Regions from separate parts of the Sus scrofa genome. Here region 2 is linked to region 1. The links are chromatin contacts, called in public promoter capture Hi-C maps. All regions are on one chromosome and are shown on one strand. The core of a region is the stretch at or near the end of the contact, and the rest is flanking DNA. Distances in the headings are between cores, read along the strand shown.

Region 1 (6,727 bases), core at 2,222-4,721:
ATTTCCTATTGAAGGATATAGTATGCAGTCTTTTGCTACCCCCAAAAAGTTTGCAGTGAATATTCTTTAAGATATACCTTGGTGTGTATTCCTGGAAATGGAACTATGGGATCAGAGGATATATGCATTTAAAATTTGGGTAGAAATTGCTAGATAAGTTGAATGATTCATATTCTCAGCAATAATGCAGTTTTTTTTTTGTCTTTTTGCTATTTCTTGAGCCGCTCCTGCGGTATATGGAAATTCCCAGGCTAGGGGTCCAATCAGAGCTGTAGCCGCCGGCCTACGCCAGAGCGACAGCAACTCGGGGTCCGGGCCACGTCTGCAACCTATACCACAGCTCAGGGCAATGCCAGATGGTTAACCCACTGAGCAAGGGCAGGGACCGAACCCACAACCTCATGGTTCCTAGTCGGATTTGTTAACAACTGCGCCATGACGGGAACTCCAATAATGAAGTTTTTCCATACCTTTGTCAACTTTTCTGTCTTTGCTAATCTGATGGGTAAAAATGGTGTCTTATTTTTAATTTCTTTTAATTATGAATAAAATTAAGTATTCCCATAGATATACAGGTCATTTGTATTTTTTGGTTAGTGGGCCATTTGTTTATAAATACGCCTATTTCTAGGACAGGCTTCTACACATGTTTATACATGCTGCACACATTTTCCCCATTTATCTGCTTTCCCTAGGTTCTCGGATCTTACTCTAGGGTTTTAAAAATAGGTAAGATATTGAGACAAGCAGTTCATTTCTTCCACATTTTCAAGGCTTCTCCAGCATTTGGATAATGGTTATATTTCAGATGTTCTTTTTTACAATGTTACAATACTGTCCTTTTATTCTAAAATCATATGTTCCACTTTCCTGAGTTTTATGAATCTGACTTTGGTACTGCTTACCAAAAGTATTTACTACGGACGTTTATGTAATACTTAATAAAATAACATATACTAAAATAAAAAATGACTAAGCTAGAGCTTATAAAATATACATCATCATTATGAATATTGCCACTCTTGGGGGGGGGGTAAAGAACTCTAGCTAGAGATCTGTATTGCAACAATGTCTTATTTTCTTGATGTGTAAAAAGAAAGGACCAGACTACACCCAGCAGAGCTAAAGTTTATTGGACCTTATAGTCTATAATTATTTCCTCTTTGATTTTTAATGTTTTTTAGCAATTCAAAAAATTTTAATTATGGGAAAATACAAGTAACATAAAATTTACCATTGTAACCATTTTAAGTGAATAGTTGGGTGGTGTTAAGTACATCCACACTGCAGCCAATCTTTACAAGTACTTCATCTTTATACGCATTAGATAATAATTCCCTACTCTACCCTCTCCCCAGACTCTGTCAACCACCCTTTTCTTCCTGGCTCTATGAATTTTACTGTTCTAGTTAGCTCATATAAGTGGGTCGTACTGTATTTGCTTTTTGTGTTTGGCTTATTTCACTTAGCATTATGTACTCAAGATTTACCCATGTTGTAGTGTGTTTTAGTGTGCTGTGGCATGTCAGAATTTCCTTCTTTTTAAACACTGAATAATATTCCATTGAATGCCACAATTTGTTTATCTATTCATCTGTCAATGGACATGGGTTATTTTCTGTTTTTGGCTATTTGAATAGTGCTGCTATGAACGTGATTATACAGATATAACTTTAAGACTCTGCTTTCAATTTTTTTTGACTGTGTACCCAGAAGTATATGATTTATTTTTAAATATAACTTAGAGATATACATTTTTTTTTTCTTTTTAAAACCGCACCCAGGGCATATGAAAGTTCCCAGGCTAGGAGTGGAATTGGAGCTACAGCTGCCAGCCTACGCCACAGCCACAGCAACGCAGGATCTGAGCCATATCTGCGACCTACACCACAGCTCAAGGCAATGTCAGATCCTTAACCCACTGATCAAGGCCAGGAATTCAACCCAAGCCCTCATGGTTACTAGTAGGGTTCATTACAGCTGAGCCAGGACTGGAAGTCCCGAGATATACATATTAAAACACCTTACCATAGCCTTCCTTTCCATATGCAAAGGAAGGGGGTATAATCACTTTTCGCTTCTCTCCAGGGCACATATCCATCATGGCAATGTCTAGGCCTTTTATAACTTGTCCAACACCAAGAACAAACCATTTGGGGTGGCCTTCATTTTGTGTCCGACTATAATTAAAAATAACACCTAGGTAAGTTGGTTTCAAGAAAAATAAAATCAAAATTTAAAATACAGCTGATCATTTAGTTCCAATTTAATACTGGAGTCCTCTCTAGCCATCTCTTTCGCTATATTAAGACTACTTCTGAACCCCCTGGTGGGGTGTTTGGCTCAAACGTCCCTCCTAATAGCTAGGTAGAGGTATAATTTGCCCAAAGTTAGTCATTAGGAGTCATCTCATTTTCTTTTTTATTGTTATCTTTACAACAACTACTCAACAGTTAACCTTTTAATGGGTCTCCTACCCCTATCTAGCTGCATGGCTTGTCCAAATATTTTACCATTCTGGGCTATTTTCTTCTAAATCGAAAGAACAGTCTCCAATCCTATTTTTATAGGGTAGTAGCGCACAAGGAGAAAAGACATCCTACGTCTGAGTAATAAAACATGGATTAAATCAGAGTAGTGGTGGGATGAGAGGCATGGGAAGGGCATAGGGAAAGTCACCAAGGAAAGTCGCTGTTGTAGTGGCTTCTCTATACAGGTGGAAAGTGGCTTGACAGTAAATACTGTGCTCCTGAAGCCCGGATAATGTTTCTTAAAACTACCCTACGAAATCTTCTGTAAAGAGACTCTAGCCCACAGCCAAGAGAAGTGTGAACATTCTTACAATAACTTACTTCTGTAGGTTCCAAGAGTAGTTAGTGGTGGTGGTCCAGGGTGTGTGTGTATGAATGTAACGTATTTTTGATAACTTCTTGGGCTAACATTTTTCAATTAAAAGATAATATTCTATTTATTAGGGAACGATTGTATCAAATCTGATTCCCCCGCCCCCTAGAAATAAAAGGTTCAACTCTTACCGTTAAAAAACAAGAACGAACAAACCAACCAACAAATTAGGCTTCTGGTTGGTGTAGGGAGGGTAGATTTAATGCATCAACTGGACGCGGGAGCCGTTCGGATCATCTCCTACCTGCAGTAGAATTTCGAGCCGTCTTTAGCCAAGAAGCCGTCGTAATGTGCATTTAGCAGGTCTCCCTTTCTGCTTGTCTTAGAGCAGTTTTCTGGACGATGCAAAACTTCTATTTTCACTTCCTCTGTGCTCTCCTCTGTCTTTTGTCCCTGAGCAGTAAAAATGCCCCACACGTAAAAGAAAATGATTAATCTAAATAAAAAATGCATGATCGCTGGAGTCGGCCCCGACGGCCACCGCGTTCCCTGATGCGTGTCACTCGCGTGCAGTGGCAGCCCCCGCAGTCAGGTATTGCCACGTGGCAGGCATTGTCTACGTCACAAAGGGCAGGGGCCCGGTAGAAGCGTGGCCCCGCCCCCTTTCCCAGAGGCACGCCTAGCCGCAGAATTTTTGTGGGTTGGCTTGGGATCTTGTCCCCGTGGTACCCCACCCTCTGGTTGGCTGTCCTCAGTCGCTAAGGCAACATTGCACCCTTGCACCGCTATTTCCTCCCTAAGTCCGTGTATTTCACAGCCAGTTTCCTTAGGGGTCCATAGTAACGCTCGCGTAACCTTTTGAAACCGGCAAAAGACAAAATAAAAAAACTAGGGTGGGATGTTGTAGCTGGAGAATAGGACTTTCATTTCTAGGCGTGAAAGGATTCTCCTTATATCCCTAGAGAACTGGTGGGCATGGGGGGGGCATTCTGCTTTTGGGGTGTTTTTGAAGCGCCTTCTCCACGTCAGAGTCGTGCTTTTAAGAGGTTCCAGGCTATACCTCACGCTGGTAAATATGAGTGCTTTTGCTCCCCGCCCAGTTAAAGGCGTTTCCAAGAGCCGACTCCTTAATTCCATAGCTGTTGCAGGTTTGTGTTTCCTTCCCTCAACACTTGGGGTCGCCCTTGACTTGAGCGCTTACTGAAGTCTGGGAAAAGCTCTTGACAGGGTGGCTTTTCTTACAAACTCTGCGAGATGGGTAATTATCCACAATCACGCAGACGAGAACACGACGTAATTTGAGTGTTGGGCATTCTGTTTCAACCTAACAGTTAATACACAGCAGGGATATGACCAAGTCCGACACAAAGCCAGCCTTACATCCCCACCTTCAACATTTTAGTATGAAAAACTTTCCTGTAGAACAAATGAACTTTACTATGCCATCACCTCGACTACTTGGATGCTACCATTAACGTTTAAAAGTATTCGATTTATTACATATCCATCTGTCTACCAATTCACTTTATTTTCAAGTGAATACCCAAAGGCTTTTACCCAAACCAGAAGAACTTCAGCGAAGGCCTGGATTGGGTGTTATCTGGGGGAGGTTGCTTAAGAGGAGGCGTTATCCACCTTGGTGATGCTGAGAAAAGCCGCAGCACTGAGCCTGCGATATCTATAGATTTGAAAATTGTCATTTATATAAGACGATGATCATTTTCCAAACAGGATTTTAAAAATTATAAAGGCTAGGAAAGCCCCTATTTTTTGAGTAAAATAAACTCCAAAGTTTTCTTCCATGTTTTATATTTAAATGAAGTTATGGCTACCTAATATTCATTGTCGGTGTGGTAATTCCTTGGGGCCCCTCGCGGTTCCTTGCCGGGGGAATCTCAGGGGCACACCACCTGCCTAGGAAATAATTTCTCAGACCCCCCCCCCCGAATGTGAGGAGAATATGAAGGAAACATAAATAGGAAGTCTTTTATTATTATTATAAGTAGTAGTTTGAAAAAAACAACCTCTGGGAGGACCTAAGGGTCAGTTATAGGAAAACCTGAGAGGCCTAAGTAACGCCCGCGGGACGTGTGCGCCCGGGGCTCGTCTTCGGGTAGGCTGCGCGCGCGCAGCGGGGTTCGAGTCCGTCGGTTTGGGCCTGGGAGGTTTAGGCCCCGGAGGGCCGACGGTCCGGGAGGGAGCCCAGGGACAGCCATCCGCGGGCCTGACGGAGGGTGAGGAGGAGTCCAGGCCTCGGCCCGCCCTCCTGGCGCAGCCTCCGGCTCAGCGGCAGGGCAGCAGGCCGCGCCCGCTCCTCCAGCCCCGCCGCCGGGGAGGGGTTTCCCGGGACGAGCCGGCCCCTTTCATCCAGGAAGTGAAAACGACGTCGGGGTCAATGAAAACAAACGGAGAGCCCTGGGGGGAAAAGAAAGGCCGGCGAGGAGGAGGGAACGCTGGGGCGCGGGAGGGAGCAGCTGGACTGCGGAAGGGCGAACCGGAGGCCGGCCGCGGTCGCGACTTTGCCGCCGCCGCTGCCGGGGCTCGCCGGGGGATGTCTGAGCCCGCGCCTCGCGGCCCCCAAGCTCCACGCGGCGGCCGCCGTCCGGGCCTGTGAGGGCCGCCACGTCCCGGCGGCGAGCGCGGACTGAGGGCGGCTCGGTGCCGGCTGGAGGCGCCTGGGGAGGGGCCGCGGCGTGCCGGGAGGGGCTGCCCAGGCTCCGCGCTTCTCCCATCGCTGCGGCCGGCGCCGGGCCAGAAGGATGCGCGGCGCCGGGCTCTGAAGCATGGAGGGGGTTCTGTACAAGTGGACCAACTATCTCACAGGTATGAGGGCTCGGGTGCCCGGGGTCGCCGGGGAGAGGGCTTGGGTGGCCTTGGGGGGAGGCTGCGGAGAAGGGTCGGAGGTCCTCCTCCCCCTGGCTGGGGGGACCCGCACAGCGAATCGGCTCTGTTTGGTTCCCCTGTTTAATCTCTCCCTCTGCCCCATTGGAAGCGCTTTTCTGGCCTCTGCAGGGGACAGTTCGAGACTGCGCACCATCCGGAGGGTGGGACGTATACTTGACCACTTTGCCGTTGTATTAATACTTCTGTTCTCTTCTGTAGCTTCCGGAACAATCGCTAGTCACTCTACGTGTGTTGTTGCAATCTCTGTCTTGACACTTAATTCAGGATTTTGTTAATAACTGAGTTGTTGGGGTATAGGACTGGAATGGACCCTTTAAGATCAAGATTTAATTAAAATCTCTCCACCCTTTCTTTTAATTTCCCTTAGCAACACGGTTTATTTTAAAAGTTCTTTTATTGAAGTTGTTCGAGCATAGTAAATAAGATTTTGGAAGCTGCCCTCCGATAATATTCTCTTAAGGGTTGATTGTCAATGAGGTATCCTTATGTTTTGGAATTCAGGTAAGTGTGTGAGAAATTGTGGAAGAAAGTGCAAGACACAGAAGGTGGATCAGGCAAGTCATTTTCATTCGTGAAGTGTGTTGAGAGGAAGAACTCCAAAGAGCTAGGTGTTTCTCTGTAGAAGTGGGATACCAGCAGGAAGAGCCTTTTTTAAAATGACACCAACAGACTGACTTGTTAAAAGAGCCTTAAATCTGAGTTGTAGTCCCATCTCTGCCATCAGCTAACAGTAAGGTCAAGTCACTTTTACTCTCAAGAGCTCAATCTGATAGGGCCAGAGTGATCAACTAGTGTTTCCTGAAAGTGTTTTCCAACTCTAAAATTATGTATCTCACCAAATTAGAGGGCGGGAGATGGATTTAAAATAAGATTAAATAGCAAACAGATTTCTTGTTCTAGTATAATGGACAAATCTTGATTTGCTACCTGCTTATTTACTCTACCAAAAGTATGGAACCCCTTAGTAATTGTATCCTAC
Region 2 (6,727 bases), core at 1,981-4,480, 1.4 Mb after region 1:
ATGGCCTCCACAGAGAAATTTACAAAGTAGCCCCTAGCACACAGCACTACATTCTATTCCAGAGGCTCCTGTCACCAGGCTAGAATAAAGGTGTCTAGATAAACTAATTCAGGAAAGGACTCAACAGGGTAGTTCTGAGGTGGAAGTGCTGAACTCTAGTCTGATCCATTTATGAGTTAATATCAAAGTCAAGTTAAACATGAACCTCCACTGGGTCTCCCTCCCATTAGCCAACCTATTCTGTAGTCACAGGGGCCCATATGTCCCCAGGCCAAGGCATCCACATCATCTTTTTTAGTACCTGTTCATTGGGGAAGATTTATGAGCTTAGCTACAAATAGCAAAGGCCTGCTTTAATCCACCACCACTTCTCCTGATGTATTATTTTAGAAAAATGCTTTGAAAGTTTGCACTTTGTTGTACGCCTTGAAATGTCTCTTCCAATGTCCACGTGAGAAATATATATACAGAGATAATATTTAGGCTGCAGGCTTTTTAAGTATGGAAGTTCACAGAAAATATTATGGTAGTGGCCTTTTTGTTCCATTACCTCCCATGCTAGAATTCTCAGATTTAAATAGAAAAGGAGAGAAATGCAACAAGGAAGCCCTCAAAGTCATTACCATTAGTGAGAACAGCTATATTACCAATAGCCACTTCTTTTTTAAACTAGTTCTGGGCCAGCCATGACTTATATCAAGTTAGGGATACACCAGGTAGTACAAGATTCAGTCCAAATACAAGGGGACAATAAACAGAAAATAATGTTCAAGTTACATAATGTATCACTGTGTACTCTCTTAGGTAGTTTCAGCTACAACGAGCCACTGTACAACTCTTGGCAATGTACAGTCACCAGGGAGGAGACTTAACCTCTAACAATTCAGTAGCTGGGAAAATGGACAAAGCTAAGAAAACTGGTTTATGAAAAACAAGTAAGAAATCCAGGAAGTGTAAGAAATCCAGAATTCCTATTCTATTTTCTTATTATTCACTCCAGAAGTGATTGGAACTAAACTATCCAAAGTAGGGAAGGATGTGTCAGTGGAATAACAAGGAAATACAGGCTAGCCATGGATCAAGTACTTTGCAGCAAGAAAGGCAGCAAACCTGATTCTGGGTGAGGGTGAACCACTGCAAATACCCAGGAGATGGGCTAGAACAGTGGCTCTCAAACTAACTGGCATGAAAATCACATGAAAGCTTTGGTTAAAAAAAAAAAAGAGTGAAAGGCCCCTCATTCCCCAGTTTCTGATTCAACAGGATTGGCATGAAGCCCAGTAATTTAATTTCTAACAAGTTCCATGTAGATATTGGTGCAACTGATTCTACTGATTCAGGAGATTATATTTTGGAAACTTGGGTCAGGTAGGGCATTAGATTAAGGTTCTTGGCCTCTGAAGTCTCAGTGCCTCATATGCATTATTTCTCTTCATCCTCAAAACAACCTCCATTTTTCAGCTGTGTTATCTGAGACTAGAGATGTGAGGTAGTCTGCCCCTAGAGACAGACCTAAAATGTACTGAACCAAGAATGGTACCTTTGGTTTACTAGTCCATCACTCAGTACCAATTCAATTTGGTCTCCTTCTCCTACAGAAAGTGATGTAAAAACGCTTCTTGTTATCAAGATGACACTTTTTTTTGGTGCAGCATATGGAAGTTCCCAGGCTAAGTGTTGAATGGGAGCTGCAGCTGCCTACCCATACCACAGCCACAGCAACACCAGATCCAAGCCGCATCTGCAACCTAGCTGCAGCTTGCCCCAACGCCAGATCCTTATTTAACCCACTGAGTGAATCCAGGAATCGAACACTATGTGGAGTTCTTAACCCACCGAACCACAACAGGAACTCCCAAGATCACACTTTTAATGGCAATTCTAAATCCACCTTTCCATAGTAGGATGTTAACTGAGGTTAACTCCTAAACTCAATGGCAATCCTAAAACAAATTTAAATACAGACAAGGAAGAGGCAGGTTAACTGGTTTTCTGAAACCCAAGTTTATCTGTCTGTCTGTTCTTTCTAGTCTGTGGAAACCTGAAAATGTTAAGGGAACTCTTTCAAGACTTTCAACCATCTCATTCTTGCATCTGGAATAGGCTTTCCCCATTTTTTTCCTTCTTCGTTTATCTCAAATAATTATTCTCAGGATAAAGCGAAAATAGGTTAAAGTGGTTACTGCAGCTGGACTCAGTAAAATTAACTATCATATTATATTACCAGTACATGCAAATGTATCGTAGATTCAGAACTCAATAGAGAGGTAGACAGACACTGGGGACCCAAGTTCGGGAGTTAGCACCTTATTGGAAGTAGTTCAAGTTATGGAAAGGTAAAGAATGACAGAAAGAACACATATAATAAGGAAAAAAACAGTCTCCAGGACTAAACACTAAGAAGCATAACTATTTACGAGGCAAATGAATGAAAAAGAAATGACTACCGAAATTTTACAGAAGCATCCACAAAGATAGTACGCCTAATAAAGGAGAGTGTAACTTCCACTATTTTTAAATTAACTATCGTACATTAATCCCCCACCCGTGGGGAGGCACTAAGAAAGGGACCTTGGGAAGCTCAAACAATTTGAGAGGTTCTAATTGATTCAAAACTGATCCGCATCCAAAACACATCGCATAGGAAGGGAGCGCTGGTTCTGGATTCTGCAATAAAGACAGTGGGGAGAGACAGCCCAGGAGCCTCACGATAGCTACTCCGTCCGCGCAGGCGAGGAGTGGATTCACCACCGCCCGCTGCACCCCACCTACTGGGACTCCTCGGCCCGACAGACACTCACAACCCAATCTCACGGGCCAGCGCGCGGCGGGAGACCCAAGCGCACCCTGGAGCCGCCCACGGCTGTCCCAGCGAGCGTGCACCCAGTCCTGGGCCCTCCTTTACTTCCCGCCGGGTCCCACAACCCGCCACCCGCACTCCGGTTCGCTGCCTACAGCGGGTCTGCGGAATTCGGTAATTACCTGGAGCTCCACCGCGCCGCCATTACACCGGATACACGTCACTTCCCTTTCCCGGGCCGGCGGTAGGCGGAAGGCGGAACATGGAATATATAAAAACCTAAATTGACCTTGCAACGTTATTCTATTACCTTATTTTAAATACCATCTTAAAATGCCACATTGTGAGCAGTCGGTAGGGTCCCACTTTTCCCTTCCCAAAACGGCGACAGAAGAGAAGTTGATATAAACTACAAAGTCCAGAACCCACACGCAAACAGGACGGAAATGACGTTTGCAATTGTAGGCTGAGAAGGCCGCAGTGTATGGTGGGAATTGTAGTTCTCCGTAAGCGGCAGAAAATGCGTCTTGCCGGCCCGCCGGAAACCTGGTTGTGAGAAAGACTTTTAAAAATTTACTTTACTTTAATCTAAAATTATTTCTCTGAAGTCGGCAAAAAAAAAAAAAAAAAAAAGTAGACCTTAATGTATTCATTTTTCTGAGAAAATCTAAGAGCAGACACCTTTCTCGGATTTCCTAGTTACAAGAACTATGTAAGTGAAAATGTTACCAGATGTTAATTAAGTGCCTACTAAGTTCCAAAATTTAAGCCCAAGTGAATGAGAGAATATTGGACTGTAAACAGAGTGACGTAATGAGGAGAAACTAATTCTTTAGAGAAGATGATGTTTCTCTTTTAGGTTAAGGTACAAGCTCGTGAGATATCATAAGGAGACAGCCTCGCTGACTTGGAAATAGTCTGGACAGAGATGAGAGGTAATCAAAGTATTTTCTTAAACTAAACTTTTTTTTTTTTTTTTTTTTTGTCTTTTTGCCTTTTTCTAGGGCCGTACCTGCGGCATTTGGACGTTCCCAGGCTAGGGGGTCTAATCAGAGCTACAGCTGCCGGCCTACACCACAGCCACAGCAAGGCGGCATCGTAGCCGCATCTGCGACCTACACCACAGCTCAGGGCAACGCTGGATCCTTAACCCACTGAGCGAGGCCAGGGATGGAACCCTCCACCTCATGTTCCTAGTCGGATTCGTTAACCACTGAGCTGTGTCAGGAACTCCAAACTAAACTTTTTAATAATAACAAAACCTAAAAGTTAAAACTGCTTGTTACTGTTTTGGAAACTGCCTTTCCTAAAATTTCTGTATATTTATGTTCCTCAACCTTGTATAAACCAGGTCTGGTTTCTCCAAACACTGATCTATTACAATTTGAAGGTGCTAGTATTACCAACCCTTTCCTAGAGGCAGAGTAAAATGATTATGGATAAAGATACTAGAGCAGAACAACTTATGTTAGAATCATGAATCTGTTGAAATAGATGGTTGACCTTTAACAGGTTGCTTCACACTGTGTGCCCATTTCCTGATCTGTTAGGAATGATAACAGTAGCCACCCCACAGAATAGTTTTAAGAATTGAATTTGGTGATACACTTGCTGTGTTTGTGATGATTCCTGGTACATGATAGTATTATCTATCCTTTTTCATGGTTAAGATATTTGGCCATAGTTTAAGGTGCATTTTGGTGTCTTAAAATATTTAAATGTATAGTTTTCAGTTGTACTAATACAGGGCATAGGAGATGAATCTGATAAGCATCTGTGTTCATATCTGAAAAAAAGCACAATACCACCTCTGCGATTTAATTGGAAAGTTAGCGTTAAACTTAGGGGAGCTGGATGGAACTGGGAAAGACTAGGTTTGTCATTTGGGTCCTCCAGGAAGTAAATAGTGATAAACTTAAGAATAAAAAAAGTGAAAGGAGGAGTTCCCTGGTGGCTCAGTGAATTAAGGTTTTGGTGGGCATTGCCACTACTGTGGCTTGGGTTTTCATGCCAAAGACATGGCAAAAAAAAAAAAAAAAAAAAGGAAGAAAGAAAAAAAAGAAACCAGATAGCCAGGAGTAGCTCCAGAGAAAAATGAAGAGTCTGTCCTTGAGATAAAATGGCCAGGCCCTTGCAACACAGTCGTGCTTAATCATTGGCTGGGGCCTCCCCAAAAAGAGCATGGCTTTAACTCAAAACCTGAGGTGGACTTGAAAGTGGTAGTGGTTAAAGGCTGTCACCTACTCACACTCCCTGTAACTAGGCAAAAAGCATTTTACTGAAGGGGTATCTGAGCAGCACATCTTTCTGTTTGTCACAGTCCATGCCTTGCACCATGTAGATTCACTTTCCTTACACTTTCAGAGAACTGTTTTCTTTGTGAAGAGAAACTTTAAAGACAGAAATTTAATGGGACAAACTACAGTCCTCATCTTTACAGTTGGTCTTGAGCCACAACTGAACTCATTGCCTTTCTCCTCTGGTATTCACTCTAAAATTTCCTCACTTTCAGCTATCACCTCTACTGGTCTTAATAATTAAACTGGTAGTGTGAAAACCCTAATTCCTGAGAAATTTGAGCCCCTGGCAACAATCCCCTTTTCAGGCAGGTGTTGTTGCACTTGTCCATTTACAATCACTGTCAGGCAAGGCAGAGGTGCCCAAGTGGATTACCCGAGTACCACACATATTCCTACTGCCCCTGTTGTGTAACATCAAGTCTGCTTCCTCCTGATGATCAGAGTTAGCTTTTCCTGCCAAGGTGTGGATTCATCTTGCCTACTTGTCCCTGAACTCAAGAATTCCAAAGTTCCCAGGCAGCAGATAAAGCTTAGTTCAGTGGAACCCTTACCATGTCCCCTAGCAAGAATATGCCACTTTGGGGACTAGGACCTCTAGTTCTACAAAATTCAGAGCTTCATAAATGGGAAACACTTCCCTTAGTGGGTCATTGGGAAGGTGGTAAATAGGGCTATTCCTCTTTTAATCCATTGTTTTCTGGCCCCATGTATTGTTTCTATTCAGGAACATGAACCATATCAAGTTCTATTGCATCCTGGGGAGCAGCCTTTCATCCTTGCAGAGTATTGTCTCTTAGCAAGTGCTTGAACTTCACCTTCAGCCCACCATTCCAGTGCTATATTAGGCTATATTCTGGGACATAATGGCATGTGGTACAACCAGTGGAACCCATGGTGGTACCTTCCTGCACCATCTTTGCTGATTTCCCTGGCTGGATATCATATTGTATTGTATTCCATGCCTGTGTATCAGACATGGTATCAGCTCACAGGTAGTGTGCTCAGTGAGGACAGGTGTATATGGACTGCAAATGCATACCCAAAATAAATAATCTATGCCCATGCTGCTCCTTCCAGGATGGAAAGATCCCAGTGTAGTCAACTTGCTACCAAGTGGCTACTTGATCTCCTAAAGGAGTGATGACATATTAGGAGCCCAGTGTTGGACTCTCTTGTTGGCAGGTTGAGTATTTACATGAGGCAGTAGGTAGGTCAGCTGTGGTAAGTGAGCTCCATGCTGACAAACCCATTCATAGATTTCATTTTTGTCACCATGACCTTGTAATTCAGGTATTCATTATGCCAGCACTGGGGTGGCCACTAACAAGAACAGGCTAACAGCCAGCTGAGTAATTTTGTCTACTAGGCTGCTTACTGCCTCTTCTATAATGCATACTTTCTGGTGGATATTGACTTATGATAAAAAGATTGACTTATGGTAAAAAGGGACACTTTTTGCCTACACCAGTATGTATATCCACATACCCCTCAGCCTCTACAACTTTCTTGTTTGCAATCTTCAGAATCTCTTTCTTTTCAGACTTCTGACCAGTCAGCCTGGCTATTTGCCATTGCCTACTAGATTATATTCTAGAGTCAGACTACTTTTTCTTCCGCACCAAGACCA

What was found. Promoter capture Hi-C pulls out the DNA fragments that hold promoters and counts their contacts.
Region 2: a promoter capture Hi-C map of liver shows a contact between it and region 1, with 4 times the contacts expected there. The contact joins the promoter of CWC22 here to the promoter of FKBP7 in region 1. A contact is called at or near these places in 1 of 5 promoter capture datasets (liver) and 1 of 2 datasets of contacts at active chromatin or transcription factors (alveolar macrophages).

The regions. Positions count from the first base shown.
Region 1 is chr15:84,179,399-84,186,125 of Sscrofa11.1, forward strand. It overlaps FKBP7 (peptidyl-prolyl cis-trans isomerase FKBP7), which reads right to left and starts at 3,472. Exons shown (of 4, transcript XM_005657565.3): 1 at 3,149-3,472; 2 at 2,029-2,180. The coding sequence starts at 3,357. It overlaps PLEKHA3 (pleckstrin homology domain containing A3), which reads left to right and starts at 5,609. Exons shown (of 9, transcript NM_001243464.1): 1 at 5,609-5,667. The coding sequence starts at 5,628.
Region 2 is chr15:85,602,607-85,609,333 of Sscrofa11.1, forward strand. It overlaps CWC22 (pre-mRNA-splicing factor CWC22 homolog), which reads right to left and starts at 3,231. Exons shown (of 20, transcript XM_003133514.5): 1 at 2,983-3,231.